Regions from separate parts of the Mus musculus genome. Here all the other regions are linked to region 1. A link is a contact called in public promoter capture Hi-C data. All regions are on one chromosome and are shown on one strand. Each heading gives the region's core, a stretch centred on a gene start, on an enhancer-like site or on the middle of the called end of the contact. The rest is flanking DNA. Distances are from core to core; before and after follow the strand shown. Region 1 holds the start of Lamtor3 (late endosomal/lysosomal adaptor, MAPK and MTOR activator 3). Region 2 has its middle 39 kb from the start of Nfkb1. Region 3 overlaps Nfkb1 (nuclear factor of kappa light polypeptide gene enhancer in B cells 1, p105).

What was found. Promoter capture Hi-C pulls out the DNA fragments that hold promoters and counts their contacts.
Region 2: a contact with region 1 is called in a promoter capture Hi-C map of liver, with 4 times the contacts expected there. The contact joins the enhancer-like site here to the promoter of Lamtor3 in region 1. A contact is called at or near these places in 5 of 39 promoter capture datasets (the C10 cell line, cranial neural crest, hippocampal neurons and 2 more), 1 of 115 datasets of contacts at active chromatin or transcription factors (astrocytes) and 2 of 9 other capture datasets (adipose tissue and liver).
Region 3: a promoter capture Hi-C map of hippocampal neurons shows a contact between it and region 1, with 2.7 times the contacts expected there. The contact joins the enhancer-like site here to the promoter of Lamtor3 in region 1. A contact is called at or near these places in 8 of 39 promoter capture datasets (the 3T3-L1 cell line, the C10 cell line, cranial neural crest and 3 more) and 2 of 9 other capture datasets (adipose tissue and liver).

Annotation. Positions count from the first base shown.
Region 1 is chr3:137,916,011-137,920,368 of GRCm38.p6, reverse strand. It overlaps Lamtor3 (late endosomal/lysosomal adaptor, MAPK and MTOR activator 3), which reads right to left and starts at 1,814. Exons shown (of 7, transcript NM_019920.2): 1 at 1,706-1,814; 2 at 1,451-1,496; 3 at 414-448. The coding sequence starts at 1,459. It also overlaps a transcript of Dnajb14 not described here.
Region 2 is chr3:135,728,011-135,732,466 of GRCm38.p6, reverse strand. No RefSeq gene overlaps it. Among named protein-coding and RNA genes, the nearest start is that of Nfkb1, 39 kb to the right of the region's middle. Within about 2 kb of position 2,661, at least 38 of the 459 cell types and tissues checked have an H3K27ac peak or open chromatin away from gene starts, as enhancers often do. A contact at or near this core is called in adipose tissue, hippocampal neurons and liver, where this site is marked.
Region 3 is chr3:135,628,063-135,632,278 of GRCm38.p6, reverse strand. All of the region lies in intron 6 of Nfkb1 (nuclear factor of kappa light polypeptide gene enhancer in B cells 1, p105), which reads left to right. Among named protein-coding and RNA genes, the nearest start is that of Gm46827, 22 kb to the right of the region's middle. Within about 2 kb of position 2,123, at least 78 of the 459 cell types and tissues checked have an H3K27ac peak or open chromatin away from gene starts, as enhancers often do. A contact at or near this core is called in hippocampal neurons, where this site is marked.

The sequences.
Region 1 (4,358 bases), core at 565-3,064:
TTTTGGATTACGTTGACCTAGCAATTAGGTCCCAATAGTAACATTAAAAATAATGGCAAGTTTTAACCTTCTTTTCTTAAATTTACTTAAGAACTTTAAAAGATAAGCTAATAAACAACTACGGTAGTGTGTTTTTAAAAAAAAAAAAAATTGAAAGTGGCAGGAAATCTAAGTTCTAGTCCCCAGCATCTCTCCCCGTAGAACCACACAGAAGTCATCCAACAGCTCGGCTTCGAGCTATCTGGAAACTCAAGCCATCTCTTAGGATACCTGGGGTTAGTTTTATATTTAAATGTGGTAAATAATTACCATGAAATTTATAAAAATACTAATTTTAAAAGGAGAAACAAAATACTTTGTAAGATTAACACGTTGCACAGAATTTATTCAGCAACAAATCAATAATTTCTTACCTTGGCAACTTTTTGTACAGGAATCGCTTTAGATCCTGAAAGAGAATAATTTTTAAAAGACCATTATTACCTTGTGCTGTTCTAGCCCTGTCCCTATCCCTAAAGGACATGAACTCACCACTTGTCACTGGCATTTCATCTCTGACGTGTATAACTTGGGAGAAGTTAGTTAACCTTTTTCTAGGCCTCAGTTTCATTATATGCTTCGTTACATGTCTACAGGGATAATCACAGACCCTACAACCTAAGAACGCTGTCAAAGGTTAGTAAGGGCTATGTCAGTGTACTTGGAATTGGGACACACAAATACAGATTTGCTGTAAAATGAGGTCACGTGCTTCCTAATATTTTACATCCGGATGCTACCGTATTCACTTGAGAATCCTCTATAAATCTCTTCCCATGTCCGGGCATCCAGATTGCCCATGAATTTTTTTTTTTAAATGATCCTAATTCCGATAAACTATTCTAACATTCAGCTTCTTGGCAAAGATACTGACAATTATGACCTCCACTCTAAATGTGTGCTGTTTTGAACCTCTATCTCCCAAACTGAATGAGTGTCCTTTCCCACGTTACCACCACAAACTTACTTTTGCTCTCGTCTTAAACAGACACATAGAAACGGAACATAGCTTGTTAAGGGGGCACGCGTTAGCCATCCTTTTAGACTCCCAACACTGCCTACTGAGACACCAAGAGCATTATTTACTGGGAGAGGATTCAGAGCACTGTCCTATGAACAGGTACTGACTGGAAGGGCGGCCAGTCATCCTTCAGAATTTCCAGTGCCACCCACACAGAGTTCTTGTATGCTCCAATAGGATTAGGAGGTGGAAGAATATATAGTTCTCTGAGGCTAAAGCACCTTAGTGGCCCATCACAACCGGTCCTGACAGAAGCTCAGGCCCCTGCAAGTCCTTACTACAAATCCAGGAAGAGAGGCGAGGCTGAAACACATTTCTACCTTTCTCCTCTCAGAAGCCGTATGCAAACCTCCCACCTCCCCTTTTTCTTGGGAAGGGGTGTCAACTTACATCCGCCATGATGAACCCCTTTTCCTCGCAGAATCGATCTCCACTCCTGGAAGGAAAACTTCCGTGACTTCCCCCGCACCCGAGGCTTAGTCACCCTCTCCAGACCCAGACAGCATCACGAGATCCACCCTCTCCAGGGCCAAGCGAGAGCCCTGGATCTCCGTCAAGGGAGTGGGGAGGTTCCCGGGGACCCTGCCCGGTGGCCAGCCCACCTCTCCCCACCCACTCTGTCCCCGAGCTGAGAGGAGCGGCGACCTCTGCAGACGCACGCGCGCTCCAGCCTGGGAAGACCTGCCCCGGTGTTCCCGCAGTTCAGTCGCCTCTCTGAAGCCGCCTGTCAAGTCGCTGTCACATTACTCGTGACCTCCGCGGGATCCAGGAAGCACTTGCTGCACCCTCCAGTACCGGGACTCGGAACTTCCGGGGAGACCCGGGCGGAAATTGCGCGCGCGGCCGCCCCGCCCCCTGGAGGCTTTTTTTTTTTTTCCTGCGCCTGCGCGCTGCGCCACGAGCAGCTGGGTTGGCATCTGCGGTCCTTGCACCTTAATTTCCATCCAACTCACCTACAACGGAAGATGATCCTGTGCGGAGTATGTGTACACCTTTCCCAGACCCATTATGTAAATCTTTATGAATGAAGACGTTTGAGGAGAACAAACTGAGCAGCCTACTTATTAGAAGTCCCAGGTCCTTGGATAACCTAATTTACAAGCCAGTTTCCTAACGGTGCTGCTACCACATGTTCTCTTGGGTTTTTACCTAGAAGTGCAGGAGCCATGGGCCTATGGGCTCGTTTGCTAAGTCCGTTTTGAACACGCATGCACTGGGCTGCCTGCTTTGGCTCTTGGGCCTGCATTTGTTGTATCTTCTTAAAATAAAATAAAAACTGCCTATATTTTTTGTTGGTGTTTGTACATTCAAGAAAGCCCACTGTAAGGGCAAGGCAAGAAAGCTTAGCAAAAGGGAGGCTTCTCCATTTGCTTTGGCCCGGTGTTTCTCATTACTGACGCGTTGATAACTCTTTTGTGGTAGAGGGCAGCCATGTAATCCGCTTAGGAGACTCTGGTAGAAACCCTGAGGACAAACGAAAATCACCTGGGATCTAAATACTCCCCAGTGGCTGCCTGAGCTGGGGGGAGTGGGGGGAGGGCGGGGAGGGGGAATGGAAGCTGATGGCTTTTGCTGCAGATGTTAACAGTCGTGTACCGTTAAAGAAAACGGTAAGCTCTCTAGGAGCACCTACTTTGGAATTCTTTTACTAAATCGCCACTCAAGTTTCTTTTCATTTCCACAAAGTTTTAATACTTTTATTCTTTGAGAATTTCATACAATGCATTTTGATCATATTTACCCCTGACTCTTCTGCTCTAACTCCCCTTAGGTTCACCCCCATGTCTGTACCCTTCAAACTGTGTCCTCCCCCCCCGCCCCCATAACCTATCAAGTCCAGTTTGGGCTGATCATCTCCGGGGCCTGTGGGACTAGCCAATGGAGCATGGCCAACCTACCAGAGATCACCCTTAAAGAACACTGACACCTCTCTCAGAAGCCATCAATTGCCCATAGCACTTCAGTGTAGGTAGGCTCACCAACCATCCCCACTGCATGCTAGAATGTTGGCTGGCTTGATCTCCGGCAGGCCCGCTCAGCTGTGTGAGCCAGCGTGTTTGTGATAGCATTGGTTGGCCCACTGTGCATGAAGTTGTTCTTTAGTGTCTCAGCCCCCCTTTTGTTCATCCTTTGGGTTTTAGTTTAAGTTTAGTTTCTCAGTGAAATCTTCCTTGACCTTTCCAGAATAGTAGAGGTACTCGAGATAAATGTTAATATATAGATAAATGTTAATAAATAAATATTAATAGATAAATGTTAAAGATAGATAGGCGTTAATAGATAAATGGGTAATTTGTGATCTTCTTACATTTACCAAAATTAAAACATTCATTTCCTGGACAATAATGTTTTCTTCATTAAATTTACACTTAGAGCATTGTCTTAATCCATGAATAATTCCCAGCTCCTAGCTCATTACCTGTGACACAGCAGGGATTCATACATTTATTGAATGAATGGATGAGTGAATGAATAAAAGAATGAGCATATCAAGAGGATCCTATGCTGGGCATGGTGGGGCAGGCCTTTCTTTAATTCCAGCACTTGGGAGGCAGAGGCAGGCAGATCTCAGTAAGCTGGAGGCTAGCCTGGTCTACATAGTGAGTCCAGGATAGTGAGATCTATATAGTGAGACTCTGTCTCAAAAGAAGAAGAAGGAAGAAGGAAGAAGAAAGGAGGAGGAGGAGGAGGTAGAGAAGGAGAGGGAAAAAAAGAAAAAAGGATAAAATATAATGAAGACAAGCCTTTTATGGTGAGAACACCCCCTCTTTTTATTCATATGTTGAGATAAATTACAGAGACTGAAAGACAAAAATTTGTAAATCATTCATTAGAACATTCGTTAGAAATCAAAAGCAGCTTTAAGAATTCTCATATGAAACCTTATATAAGTCTGATATAACATTACATTTTTACAAATCAGACCTTTCATTTTTAAACCTAATTCTGAGGTCTTGAATGCACGAGGGAGCTCTCCTTCACCAGCAGCACTTCATTCTAAGTACACAGGCTTCCATGAACACCTCACCAGACCTGAAAACCCATATCACACCGTGGAAATTACCTGCAGCTTAAAAACAAACAAACAAACAAACAAACAAAAAACACCCTAAAACTTTAAATGGAAAGTCTCACATAGCAATCCAAAGACCAGAAGTAAAGCAAATATGAAGCACTTTTTAATGCAAATAAATTACAGACACCAATTGTTTCTGTCTTACTGTAGACACCCATGTCACAAACAATTCATTCGGAAGGTACTGATGAAAGCGCTACAGTGTCACTCAAAAGTGCCTTC
Region 2 (4,456 bases), core at 1,412-3,911, 2.2 Mb after region 1:
ATCCATCATTAATATATGTTGTGTGGATGGTTGGATAAGTGTGTACATGCCTGACACAGCAGGCAGGTAGAGATTGGAGAGTGATGCGCTGGAGTGGCTTCCTTCCACCGTGTGTGTGTGTGTGTGTGTTTGTGTGTGTGTGTGTGTGTGTGTGTGTGTGTGTGTGTGCTGGGTATCGACCTCACTCAGGTCAGGCTTGGTCGCTGTGTTTTTGAACATTGATTTATTTTATTCTTCTTTGGGTGGGAGAGAACGTAAGTTGATTACATCTGTTTCTGCTTGTTAGAGTAGATGGAGGACACTTCACTTGCCACTGTGACTGGCACCAACTTTGATGGGACTAAAATCAAACGAGACTTAAAGCATCCATAGAATAAATCAAGCATTCTTCCGTAAGTGATTCCCTTTTTTAATCTTTCTATTTTAGCGTTGTTGGGTTCCCCCCCCCCCCTTGGATCCATCGTCAGTCCCTCCGCCTTGAGTCCTCACCTCAGCCCAACGTCCTTCCTATGTGATAAGGTTTTTAACCAGATCAGGTGCACAGAAATAGAAGTTACCACCGCACTTTCTAAGCATGGTGAAGCCCTGTTATAAACTAGTCAATCTGGCTGGTCTAGTTGTTTTCCTTTCTTTGTGCGGGCGAGGTGTTGAGTCTTTGTATTGCGTATCTGTACACATGCTTTAAATTTTTTCTTCATGTTGAGATCGTTTGAGAAAAATGTGGGTGGGGCGAAAGAAGATTCTGCTCTAAACTATTTAAAACCTTAAATCTTCAAACCTCAGGAGATAAATACAAGGTATTTAAGACTCCCATGAGTCATAGACTAAGAAAAAAAAATCTTAACCTGGAAAGAAAGAAATAATGTTTTCACCACATCTAACAAGATGTTCTGAGCTGTGGCTTTAATGTACATGTCCACGGCGCCACCTAATGGCTGGATCAATCTTAAAACTATCTCTCAATACAGTTAACCAGGTAATTCTCGAAATTGGGCATGAGGTGGCGCTAGAGTTCTTCTTAGATGAGCTCTGAAAGCCTTTACAAAGCAAGCTCACATTCAAGGGCATCCACCAGGGCTACACAGAGAAATCCTGTCTCGAAAAACAAAAACAAAAATAAAAACATAGAAATCGCAACAAACCACAACCTTACCCTAAAGTCGTGAACATTCACTAACTTATCCCGTTTCCTTTTTATCATATTTTTTTATTTTTTATTTATTTTATTTTTATTTTTATTTTATATTTTATTTTACTACTTTATTCTGTTGATGAATAAAAATCTACCTTGAAATACAAATCCACAATGTGTCATTTAGGAGGTGACTCAGGTCCGTCACCTGAACCGTCTGTGTCCCCACAAGGGTGGGAATGCAACTGTCACTGTCACTGTCACTGTGTGAGTGAAGCCTTCCTTAGATTCCATTACAGAACGAGGTAAAGCGCTGAAGAGTGATAGCAGTAGTAATGGTGATTGACAGCTGGGCGTGTCCCCACTGAACACTGAATGAGTAAAGCCACACTTTCTAAGGGAAAGCAAAGGAGACTGACCGTGCATTCTGACCACCGACCAAAGCTGCACCATTTGTCCGCATAAAGCGATGGAGGGATGAGAAAAATGAAAGAAAGGAGAGAGCAGCATTATAAATAACTAATGTAAGCAAATACTGTTAGTCCTTCCAGCTCACAGATGGTGATGGATAGTTTCCAGAATATGGCTTGAATGTGGCTCTAGTGCCCAACTGATAGCTCCTTGGAATGTCCAAGTGTTGGTTGGTATTGTAATTCATTTAGACAGGGGGGGAGAAGGGGGAAAGGAAGGAAGGAAGGGAGGGAGGGAGGGAGGGAGGGAGGGAGGGAGGATAAATTTCTTCTCATCAGGGTCATTCTAAGACCCAGATTCCCAGAGTGACTGACCTCAGTGACTGCCACACCCTAAGAAACAATTCTTTCCACACTTCCAGCCCCTGCAAAGTCTCTACAATAAAAATGGCAAGTCATTTTAGCCACATAGAAAACATGATGCATGTGTTCGCTCGCTATATTCGGGAATCCAATTATACACTGTTTTCTGTGAGATGCAGCATGGCAATCATAAACCGTTTCCTTCTCAAATGAACACTCGTATCAGCATCTCCAGCTCACCCCACAGCAATGTTAGGGAGCAGTGGGTGGGAGGAAATGGGCGTCTGTTCCCCAACCGACCACTATTTAAAACCATGGCTTACACATTTGTGGATTGCTGAATGTGTGTTCACGATATAGTTTCACAGAGTGACTTTCAGATCTTGGAATTAACCCTTCTTGAGTTTAGCACACATAGGTAGACATGTACATATCCTGGAAATATAGATACCCCAAGGAGCATATGTCATAAACACTTTATGGCAAAGAACATCCCAGATAGCCAAAATGAAGGGCCTGGCTATCACTTCCTGTGAGTGCTCGGAGCGCTCTCTGGCTGCTTGTGCCATAGCCTCTGGGTAACAAGGAATGTTTGCAACTTCTTCAAGTCCAGGCTGCATCATCACAACAACCATTTTACTCACCGAGACAAAAAAATCAGATGTCAGCTATCTGCTTCATTGGCATATCAGGAAATAAAAAGCCATTGCCACTGTAAGAAACCCTGACCTGTTGAAATGCCTTGGAGGCGTGCCTCGGTGCTAATTAAAATAATAGACACTGTCACATGAGGCAGTTATTTTCCAGAAAACAGCTGACGTGTTCTGTGTTCAGCTTGGCAAAACTCCTGGCCAGTTTCGCAACAATGTTTATTCCAGGCTGAGATCATTTTAATAGGAAAAGGGGGGATAAAAAAGAAGGAAAAAGAAAGGAAGGATGGAAGAGACTGAGAAAGAGAGGGGAAGAAATCAGAGAGAGGAGAGATGGGGAGACAGTAAAGAGGGAGGGAGGAAGAAAGAATTCTTAGGTAATTGAAAAGCGTTTCACGGTGTCTTTCAACATTATCATCAGACACCCTCCCAATCCTGTAATGAATTTTTCCAAATTACAGAGATGATGTATTTTTACGAGAGATTATGAATATAAAGTACCTTAGCCTCAGTATTAACGAATAGTGTTACATTGGCCCAAGGTGAGGTATGAAAGAACATAATAATCTCCTTAGTTCACACATGTGATTGTAAAGAAAACTGAGTCACAATGAAAGTTTATATTTGCAAAGCTTTACAGAGAGGAAAACACAGAGCAAACATTTAAGAATACAGAAAGCCAAGGCCATAGATTACAGGCTCCATTCTGGCGGCTCCTGAGACCTGTGGCCTCTTTGCTGTGTCCTGGAGCTGGGCTGCCCAAGCAAGCACAACCGCTCACACACCCAGGGAGAGTGGGGCTTTGCCAAGCAGGGCTGATATGCCGGTCCTGTCTGGTAAGAAGATCCCAACGTGCTCCTCCTGGCACACGGTTTGCTTCTGACTTCTGAGTCCCAGCGGAGGCAAAGAGGGCAAACTCTTCTTCATTGTTTTATTCAGAGTTTGGCATGCTCCCTATGGAGAAAGTGGAAATTGCTTTCTTGACTTTAGTGTGCAGGGGTCTATTTAGGGATTGAGATTCACTATTTAACTAGTGTTTCTGTGAAAATGTCTGGATGTTGAACCCTGAAAAGAAACACAGCAGTGTGGAGTTGGTTTCAAACTTCCCGTGGCTCCCGTGGCTCCCGTGGCCCCCGTGGCTTCATTGCGCTTCTGGTTTTTTTTTTTTTTTTTGAATCTTTGGTTCTAAGGAAGAATGTCTACTTCTACAAGCTTCTTGACAACGGTAATTATCCCAGGAAGCTTGGCAGGCTGTATAATTTTGCGATCTCATACATTTGCTTTAAATGCTCATTCAACAAGCCACGTGCAAGGAAGGCTGGAAAAGTGGGGCAAACTTGGCTTAGGCAAAAAGGGTGACTCTCCTGACTTTACTCAACCCTCTTTCAGAAAGCTTCCCGACGATCGGGGATAATGCCCGTTGCGGGGGTAAGCGGTTTATGCGATAATTTCTAACCAATAAAATTCTCCGCCACTGCTCAACAGAACAGGACAGGATATCAGCACGCCGGCATTTTGCTCATCACTGTTCTTACAATTTGGGTAGGGATTCTGTTCTTGTGGATGAAACGCAGCAGAGGCTGGTGAGAGGGCTTCAGCTGGTAAGGGTGCTTAATGCCAAGCCTGACAACCTGAGTTCAAATACCAGGACCCACGGCTCCCTGCTAGGCAAACGCGGTAGGGCGGAGCTACACCTAAACCCCGGTCCGAATTGAAGAAATCATCCCTGAGGCTAGAAAGGATCAATATCAGGATGTTTTAATTAGCTGCTTTTAATTGCGTGATAAATGTTCGCACGAAATCAACTTGATATAAGAAGGGTTCATTCTGGCCTCACAGTTCAAGGGTACATAGACTCCATCACGGTGGCCAAGGGACCACGGCAGGAGCTGAGGCCGCTG
Region 3 (4,216 bases), core at 874-3,373, 2.3 Mb after region 1:
AAGAGGTTTTCATGTATCCTGTCCCTGCTTTGCATTCCCACACCAATATTCAGAGGGCTAAGAGTGAACTCCACAGTGTTCTGCATCTTGGCTGTCTCTCCAAAGCTTACATCACTTGCTCAGGCTGTCTAAACTTGCCTTCTTATCTGCAAGTTAGGGTACTACTAGTGCCAACCCTGCCTATCTCAGGGTCATCAGAAAGCCCAGATGTTCTCCATAGATAAGAGGGAAGGACAAAAGGCTCCGTAGTGCCAGACAGCATGCAGGAGTCCCAGTGAGCTGCCAGCAAATTAGCCATGAAGCACGAGGATCAGAGGTCATTGGTTCGTGTAAGATGGCAGGGCTGGGGTTTGATCCTGGATTAGATCAACTCAGCATCCCTGTCTTAGCAAGACGAGACCAGTGTCATGAGTCCTTCCTATGCCATTAGCTATAATCCCGTTTAGCAGGCTTGATCTGTGCTTCCTGGTTGCACAAATAAATAATAAAGAACAGTAAACTGACTCCCTGTCATCCTTGAGAGGACATACATTATTAAACCAATATACTATTTCGTCTCTCTCCCTCCCTCCCTCCCTCCCTCCCTCCTTCTTTATAATTTGACTTGACTCAAGAAGAGTAAGCAAGTAGCCTTTTTTTTTTCTTTAAATGGAAAAGACTTTCAGGATGACAAGGGGACTCTTGCTCCTCCTTTTCACACCTAGCATGAGGCCTTTCTCACAATATGCCTCACCAGTGCCAACAAACAAGCAGGAGTCTCTGTAGCTGTACCTGTGCTCAGATCGGTGATTACAGCCATGGCGCATTAAAGCCAGTTAGAGAGAGAAAAATAACCGAGCCGAGTGTTGACATGGTGCCGTGGAAATGTGAATAGACTTTGGGGAGGCAGTGGCAGACCCCGAGTTCAGGGCACCACCACCTTACCCCAAACCATTGGAACCAGGTGGTGCATGTTACTTGAGCTTGCAAAGGGCTGGTTCTTTCCCCGGTGATATGGGGTGCCACTACTGACCCCACATGGCTATTGTGGGGATTTCTCCCTCCTCGGCTGTAGAGACAGAATATGCACATAGACTTAGATGAGCACGTGCTCTGGGAAATGAACAAGCATGCGAAGTAAGGCGTTATTTAACGCTTACTAGCCAGTCACATATCACTTTCCTACCCTATGTCCTCCAGTCATTCTCGAAAAGGGCACAGTCGTGGAGCCATGATGGGCTGACATTGTGAGGAAGGTGGGAAACACAAGAGACACGGGCTATTGGTGCAGCTGCTTGAAGGAACTCCTCCTGTGCGCTGTTAATGAGCAGGATGAGGGCTCGAGAGCACTGAGCACCCTGCGAGCATGACTGCGCTCGACCTGCTGAGAATGCCTTTCGAGCATGCGCTCTACCCGCCCGCAGAGAACGCCTGCCAAGCTGCCTCATCCTCCACTTGCTCCTTGCTTACTCAGCTCAACTCTGCCTTCAAATCTCAGTCCGCATGAGTTAAACACACGGAAGCTTTCTCTCACTTCCCAACCGTGCCAGACACTGTTATTAGACATTCTGTTTGATGAGTTCTCCAGTTAGGTTTTACCTGTATTGTTGAAGTTATCCAGTTAGCGTCAGTCCCACTGTTTAATTCCGTGAGAGAAAGAAATTGGGCTTGTTCTGAACGAGGTGTAGCCCCCACTCTCTGACCTTCTACAGTGTGGGGCTCTTAGAAAGGGGCGTAACAAACTAAACTGGTAAACTTTAGTACTCAGTGAAATAATGGGCTAGATAAGAAACAATTTTCTGAGATTGTTGATATCATCAGGAACCAAGTGTTGTCTTAACTCCTTTAATCTTAAAACAGTCCGGTGATACTTCGTCATTAATTTGATTTTTGAAGGTGGAGAAGCTGACACACGTCACTCCACGACAGCTGGGGGATTTGAGCCTGGCTTTGAGAGATCTTAACCTAACCATGACCTGCTGTGGTAAAGAGCAAGGTTGGGTTCACAAGCAGAGCCAGGCCCTGTTAGAACCCTGAGGATGTTCGAAAGAAAAATCAGCAGAAAAGAATGATTTTAGGTATGATGTCTTACATTTATGCTGCTTCTGCTTTCTGTCAGAGTACGTTAGCCGAATTCACCCAGAGAGCAGCCTGGCTTTTGAAACTGTGATGCTGAGGAAGTTCTAGGCCACTCATCTCTTGTTACCCCTTTGAAGAAACAGCAAATGCTTTTCCACAGTAGGTCAGGGCTATCTGAGGTTAAAAAAAAAAAAAAAAAAAAAAAGTACGTGGCTGACTAAGAGGGCTATACCTGAGCCCATGACTTGTAGTTCTTATTCTAAAAGGAGCTCTGACCCATGGACCCAGAATTCTAGAAGAGTTTTCCTTCATCAGGGAAGGCCAAGGAAGTCTGATTGTCCCCAAGAAGGGCAGCTGACACTAGAATAACATAGTATTTTGTAGAAAAATAAAACATAGCAAAAGAAAGAAAATAAATGTATTTGTAGAAAACTAACAAAACACTGCAATGTAGGAAAAAAGAAAAACCTTCCCCTTGGAATTGATGTGGGCCAAGTATCTTCCAGCCACTTGCTTCAAATGGACCTATTAGACATCCTCTAAGTGAGGGAGCATCTGACAGTCTGAGATAGCCCCTGAGGGTTGTCCTCTCCTCTGCTGAGTACTGTTGTGAAGTGTTTGTGTACTTGAATGTATATATTCCTCATTAACAGCCCCTTGAACATTACTGAACAGGTGAAGAGACCAAGCAAGGTCACACAGACTGGAACTGCCTCTCTCCCCCAGCCAGCCTAGCCTGTCTCTGAAGTCCACACTCTTCCCATTCCGAGCAGCTGACTATGCAGGATGGCTCCTTTGGCTTCTTACCTGTGCTTGAGTGCTTACAATTAAGAGTCTCTGTTCAGATTCTACTCTCAGAAAGACCTTCCTAGTAGACAGTTGCCCTCTATAAACTTTATCTTCAAGAGACGTAATACTTCCATTCCCTTCCCAGAATAAGTTTCTACATTGGTGTTGAATACCTCTTGGCCACTATGGCATGATAAATGATGGTTCCAAGAAATCGTTGTCAAGGTTTGCCTGTGCCGCACAGCTGTCCCCACAAGTAAGGCTTTCTTTCTCTCAGATGGCATCTTGGAAAGTACAGAAAGCCCAGGGCCCTCCCTGTTTTCATTCTGTGGTCTGTGTAAAAACCAAATGCTACCATCCCGACTACACTCTTTCAGATGGATCAAACAGCACATTGGTCACTGGCAGATCTTTCAGGTCCCTCACCTCAGAGTCCTCCCAGTTCCTCATTCTTGCCGCCCTTCAACCATGAAGTTAGTCGTAAGAAAAACAGTAAGTGCTTCTTGAATGCACCTCCCACCTCTTTCCATCAGCGCCAGTGACTAACTAGCCTGTCAGCGCAGCTTCAGAAGGCTCGGATTCCAAACTCTCAGGCCTTCTCCCATGAGGCCTTTCTGCTTAAGTGGAAAGCCTGCCTGATTTCACCCAAGTGAAGCGCTTCCTTGAGCCTTCCTGTGCTGTGTTCCTGTGCACACTGTCAGTTAAAAGTGGGATCACGTGACTCGCTGCCTCTGCCGATCATTAGCAGACCGATGTGATCAGCCATCTAGAGCTGGAATCAGCCATCCAGGGACTTTGTAGGAAGAGCATCATCAGCCTTGGAGCAAAACCAGAACTTGGTATTCATTGTCCTACACTTAAATGGGGAAGTATTTGGCCTGTGAAGAAAGACGACTTGCTAAATTCACTTCATTTTAATGTCAGAGAGAGTTTTAAGTTCTGTGCCTAAGAAAGCAACTCATGCTTTGGGACAGTCAAGGTTAAAGTTAGTACAAAACCTTTCTCTGAATTAGGTCACTCTGTAACTATGGGAAGGCAGTCCTGCTGATGGCCTCGCCGCTCTGGAAGAAGTATGCCCTGGTCTGTTTTATGTTGTGTTGGTTGACAAGCAAATTACACAGGATTAAAGTTTGCTTGGGCTGGGGTTTGAAGCCTGGGAGGGTTCAGGTTGTTGGTCAGCCATATCTGACAGGAACTTTGCAGCCCAGGACAAGACAGGAAATTACATAACAAGAGAGGCCATCTTGGCTGAAGTATCTCTTCCTCTTTGTATAGCTCACAGCTCCGTAGATGAGGGCTGGCTCTTATGGTGTATTCGATTTTACCTCCTAAAGATCAACTTCCAGACACCATCACTGGATTACATTTC